Linked DNA regions of Anser cygnoides: region 2 is linked to region 1. A link is a contact called in public Hi-C data. All regions are on one chromosome and are shown on one strand. Each heading gives the region's core, a stretch centred on a gene start, on an enhancer-like site or on the middle of the called end of the contact. The rest is flanking DNA. Distances are from core to core; before and after follow the strand shown. Region 1 has its middle 17 kb from the start of ARRDC3. Region 2 holds the start of CETN3 (centrin 3).

Evidence for each region. Hi-C and Micro-C count contacts between places; a contact is called where the count stands out from the background.
Region 2: a contact with region 1 is called in a Hi-C map of liver, with 2.4 times the contacts expected there. The contact joins the promoter of CETN3 here to the enhancer-like site in region 1. A contact is called at or near these places in 2 of 7 Hi-C or Micro-C datasets (granulosa cells and liver).

Annotation. Positions count from the first base shown.
Region 1 is chrZ:3,398,346-3,401,343 of Taihu_goose_T2T_genome, forward strand. No RefSeq gene overlaps it. Among named protein-coding and RNA genes, the nearest start is that of ARRDC3, 17 kb to the right of the region's middle. Within about 2 kb of position 1,631, at least 1 of the 3 cell types and tissues checked has open chromatin away from gene starts, as enhancers often do. A contact at or near this core is called in liver, where this site is marked.
Region 2 is chrZ:3,839,353-3,842,294 of Taihu_goose_T2T_genome, forward strand. CETN3 (centrin 3) reads left to right here and starts at 1,451. Exons shown (of 5, transcript XM_066988549.1): 1 at 1,451-1,593. The coding sequence starts at 1,577. LOC125180598 (a long non-coding RNA gene) reads right to left here and starts at 834. Exons shown (of 3, transcript XR_007159299.2): 1 at 628-834.

The sequences.
Region 1 (2,998 bases), core at 381-2,880:
GCATGTGCTGTAAAATGGCCATGGTATACGCGGAGGGACTACCCTTGCCAATTAAAAGCAGTGTGCTCTGCCTTGCTTACAAAAGATATCACCAATAGGAAAAAAGATAATCATTTGGGGTAAGCTCTGGGTTAAGCAGCTAACCCACTGCTGTGTCTGAGATCCCAGACCCTACCGTTTCAGTCTGTCCCTGCCAGCTTGTGTTGGCAGCTCAGAGCATGGGACGTCCTGGGCCTTTCCTGTGCAGCCAATGTCCCACCTGGGCTTAATGAAGGACCAGCTCGCTGTCCTGCAGGAGGCACACAGAAGTCAAGCCTTGCAGCTCTCACTGCTGTGGCACCAGAGCAACTTTCTTGGATTTAGTCCAGAAACAACATATGGGAAGATAATAAGTGACAGCAGATGTATAGCAGGCAGACAGACAGAGAGACGATAGCGTTGAGAGAGGAGGAATGGAAAAAGATAAAGACAAAGCAAAAGGGTAAACAAAAAGAGAAAAACAATGAGAACAGAGGTGACAATGGTGGAGAAAAGCCACGGAGGAAGTTCCACATCAGAAATAAACAGAGGAGAAAAGTGAATGGGAAAAACAGAAGACAATACTGTAAATGAAAAGATAAGCAGAGACAGAAACGTGTCCCAGGAGACAATCTAGACAGAAAACACTACACCCAAAAGAACAAAAATAGGGAAGAAAAGGCACATCAGTGTTCATTGAAGGAAAAATCAGGCTGACAGGTAAATGAATTATTGAACTTTGCTAGCTGTAAAATAAAAATAACATACGCACCAAGACATATATCCTTCCTCCATACCCAAGTCTAGACTGAGACTCACAGCCTCAAGTCGTATACACACCAGATGAATCATGGTCTCTTCCCTTGATGAGCTTTTGGTTTAATTAACATGAAAGAAGCATTGCCTGAAAAAAAATAAAACTGGTTAGCAATAAAGCAGGATCTGTTTTCCTGCCATATTCCGTCGCATACGCACACACAAACTCCTATCACTCCCAGCCTGCATACGTAATGTTAGTGCTACATATGACACTGAAGGTTTGGCCCCTTGGTGAGGCTTTTCTTGCCTCTTTCCTCCTTGCCTTCTGAACAAATATCGGCAGCCAGCTACAGTGCTTGTACAGGAGCCCACTGAGCAAGGCTTTGCTGCTGGAGATGAACATTTTAGTGCTTTCCACCTACAGCTTTCAGCTGAAAACTTCCCCACACCACTTCCAGTTCTGTTTCAGCGATTCAAGAGCTGCATTCTTAAATTTTCTGAAATGTTAAGAGTGGCCTGCCTACACAAGTGACACTCAAAACTTTAATTAGGCCGAACAGCAACCTGATGCTGTAATTCCTTTTACACTTGCTTCCTCTTCTGCTATTGTCTTTTACTGAGCATTATCTCTATGGTTCGATAAACCATGCCTTTTAGCTGCCTTTATAAAGCCTTCTTTTGTTGTTGTTGTTGTTGTTGTTTAAAATGTAAAATAAATAAAAAAGCATTTATTCTGTAGAGGATATGAGTTCAAATCCTAGCCAAAGACCTTCTTGAAATACACTCTTTATCTGTGTCTTTCATCTGGCTCACTTGTGGGAACTTCTGTTGTAAACACTGTGTTTCATTGAACCCAAGCCGTGATTAAAAAAATGTCTACACTCAAGGTACCTTGATAATTAAGTCAATATCTAGTTAATAAGTTATGGAAAGACTCCAGTACCAGTACTTGAACTTCAAAAGAATAGATATCTCTGCAACACAAGCAAGCCGTAAACAGTTGTTGCAAATCAAAATTGACAGGAGAACTTGCTCAGAAAGCAATCCCCCTGCGCCCCCCTCGCAGGAGCAGGCCTTCAGGCCTTGCCTTCGGAGCAGCACAGCTGGAGAGCACGTGTAAACCAAAGCACCTACAGCAGCCACAGGGTCTGGAGCTATAACCAAATAAATGCATGGGCGTCATGAAACAGAAAAGGTAAAGAAGCACCCGATAACCCCGCTGGCACGACAGAAGCAGCTGACACAGCAAACAAGGACAGTGCGTGTGGGGAGGAATATGAGATACCTCAGCCCTAACAAAATGATTCACGCTCTGAGCTTGCTGTTGTAATCGATATATCACACGTACATGCTGCTACATCGACAGCAGCACCACATTACGCACTGTCCCCAGGCCACGTGTCCAGGATTGACCCATACCTATGTGGTGCTGGCCACCCAATGCCTCCGAATACCAGTGCAGAATATAGGGCACATAGGCCTTGCAAACATCACACATGTGTGCCTACAGCTGCAGGTACCTATCACAAACACCTCACTGTTTCCTTCACACTAGTACGAAGTCCACTCCTACTGTAGCATTAGTTTTTTGGGGGGCAAGGCGTTTTAAAATCAGCAGACGGTGCTATTAATTTCAAAGAGTATGTCATGGGACTAGTTTTAAATAAGCAAGGTATCCACTTCCTTAATCATATTGAAAATACAACGGAGGTAAAGACCTACTCCAATGCATTAAGCTTTCAAAAATTGAAACTTAATTGTGTCCATTTATACTGCAACCTCAAAAATCATCCTTATAAACCCAGTGAGGGACAAACCTGATTGACCAGGGCAGAATCCGTTTGTTTTTGTACAGCTTCTTTCCTGTTGCAATACTTACAAGGCCATTTTACAAAATCTGGCGTTATCCCAGGCCCTTACAACAGGAACGAATTGTGGTAACATACACTGAAGTGCTCAGCTGAAGATGCAGCAGAAGGAAAGACAGACAGACAGAAGAATGACAAAGCAGAAGCCATTTGCACAGGAATCGGTTCCTGAAATGGTGACAGAAAGACCATGCAGAAAATTAAGTCCCAGGGGAGGGCAAGAAAAATATTTTTGGCTTTTGTAGTTGCTAACTGTTAGCTGTACAGAATAAAGGCACAAACTAGGCAGAACCTTGTCAACACTGGGCTAAAGGCACAACTAAAATCTGACATGTATTATGGGACTCTGATGA
Region 2 (2,942 bases), core at 201-2,700, 440 kb after region 1:
CTACACTTGTAAATGGGACTAGCTTACAATCATCAAATTTATAAGCAAGAGCACATGGCGATGTGCTTATTCCTGTGGGTTTTATAGCACCACCTCCTCCATGCTCTGAGAGTGTGTTTTCTGCACTTAGTGCATCCCTTTTCTCTCTGGACACGTGTCTATGTTCTATAAAGTGCAAAAATTGTTTGCAGGTACGCTTGTTTACTACGGAGCACCAACTGCTTCCACGTGATGAGCCCTGACTGCGGAGCGGCCAGCACGGAGGTCTGTGACCCACATTCAGGATCTGTATTCAGCTCCCTGCTCCAAACGGTGGGGAAAACCACATCTGAAGGCAAACAGGTAATTGTTCAGAGGAATGCATCTAATTGGAGATCTACCCAAATGACAAGGACTGAAATTAATAATTCTCTAATAAAAAGTCTTGCTACAGTGCAGGTTGAGAGTTAAACCTGACAATAATTTATGCTTTTAATTACAAAGGTGCCATCTGTTCACAGAGAACAATTACAAACTCCTCACAGTGCCTCTCCTTACTTGATCTGTGGGGCAGAAAAAATATGAAGAGCCAGTCAAATAACCCTTGACTCTGCCTGACTTTGTTCAGGATAAATGTCTTGAGCATACCTACTGATTCCAGCTCTTCAGGTCCAGTAGAGCACCTAGGATCAACCTGCTGCATCTTCACAAATCTGTAACTAGTGAGCAGCAAAGTTGTTCAGTGTGGAGATTTAACTAGCATTGCCTGATCTATTGCTGGAAATCTGTGTGTCTACAGATGTGAAACACCTATGTAATGTGCTGTCAGTCAGTGATGAACACTAAGAACAGGACTTCAACGCCTGAGCCCCTTCAGTGAATCTAGGTAGGGCTTCACTCATGACAGCAGAGATTTGAACATCCGTGTGGTCCAGTGAACTACATTGGACTGTACTGTTAGCACTGGCTGTGTAAGAGCCCTGTCCACTAACAGGCATCCCAAATGACAAGGCAGCAGGGACACACAGTGAAGCCAGCTGATGGTATGCTGAAGCGACACTTCTTCATGTCAGTGCTATCAGTGACCTGAGTATTTCCCCCAGCCACGGAATATGTCACGTCGCATTGACTGGTTTGCAGTGCTCAATACTCGTGGCACTGGAGCTACATATTAAGGTTATGAACCTTGTGATGCGGGTTGCCTCTGAAATCTTAGCGTTACAACTCGTCATGCTGCTATCAGGCTGTACAGCCTGGATTGGCTGTTATGCTTGGAGTTAAGTGTCAAACCAGACTTTATATATATGGATTAATATATTTTTAGGAGGCCAAATCGAGACGATTCTAAGCTTAGGAAGCCGTAAAGGCTAAACAAAACATCTCCCCACGCACGCTGCGCCCACAAACACACACCCTAAGCGCAGGCGCACAAGATGGCGGCCCCCAACCTGGGCCATAACACCTCCCCCCCACACGCCGGGCCCGCCCCCTCGCTGCTGAGTGACAGCCCGACGGCCCATCAGCGAGCCGAGGGGGGCGGGCCGAGCGGCGGCCGGCAGCCAGTCAGGCGGCGCGGCGCGGCGGCGGCGGCAGCAGCATGAGCTTGTCCGTGAGGTGGGGGCGGCAGGGCGGGGGGTGGCGGGCGGAGGAGGGGGGTGGTCGCGGCCGGGCGGCGGGGGGCTGCGTGCGGCGAGGGGCGGCCGGTGCGGGGCTGTGGTTGTCACCCGTGGGGAAAACGGGGCGCTGAAGCCTCGCTCACCTCCGTGGTGAGGCTGCGGGTTGTCTCCAGGGCGCCCGCTGCACTCGTCTCCAGGGCGCCTCGCGCCTCGGGCGGCGGTAGTGGGAGGGTGGCACCAAAATGGTGGGGTTGGGGCGATGCCGTGTCCCCTGAAGAAGCGCTCTTTGTGCGGTTATTAAGCACCTGAGCAGACAAGAGGGTCCTTTTTGCACAGGAGTTCAGTGATAATCCACTTTCAGGCTTACAAATATGCCTGCTTTCCCTGTGCAGCCAACCAAGGGCCATTGGGGCTGCTCAAAGCTGTGCTAATCCAGAGCCTGTCTGCTGTCCTCCAAGGCTCCTTGCTCCTGGAGGCACTTATGCTGTGCCAGGTTCACCTTGTGCAGCATGCATCCTTGTCCACTTTGGGAATTTCTGTGGTACAGCCTCAGCTGTGCTTGAAGCCTAAATCGCAGCTGTGCATTTAATCGCTGGATTTGATTGAAGTTAGATAGCCCTTTTTTTCAGTAAAAGGGAAGTAAAAGCGGCTAGCTGCAGGATTTGGAAAATAAATACCCCTGAAAAGCAATGTTCCGTTCGTACATCAGTTACCTTCAAGCACCTTACGTTATGTGGCGCTGCATGCATTTTTTCTCTGTTGCAGATGAACATATAATAGGTTTCTTCCCGAAAGCATGTAGAATTACACAGTAACCAGATGGGAAAGGGCTTCTGTGTGCCATCTAGTCCAGCTTTCTGCTCAGAGTATGATCCATCTCAAAGCTACAGGAGGTTGCCGAGGTTCTTTCCGGCTGGGTTTTGAATGTTTCTAGCAGTGGAGGTTGTTCAGTTTGCCATTGCGGCTCTTCCTGTACATAAATGTGAGAGTTTTCCTGTAGATCCACTTGCAGCTTCACCTGTTGCAGTCTGTAGTTGTCTCTTGTTCTTTTGATGTGTACCTCTGAGGGGAGCCTGTCTCTGTCTTCTCTATCTAATCCTCTAGACAGTGAAGGACTGTAGTTTTATGTGGCAAGGTTTTGGCAATGGGGGCTGGCCTCTGTGGGAAGAGCCCAGCAGCTGCCCCATGTTAGATAACGGCCAGTTTCAGCAGGCTCCAAAGGAACCCACCGCTGGCCAGAGCTGAGCCAGTAACTGATGTTTTTTGTGCCTCTGTGAGAGTAGATTTAAGAAAGGAAACAAAAACTGCTGGTCAGCAGCAGCAGGGAGAGTGAGAAGTGAGACCATG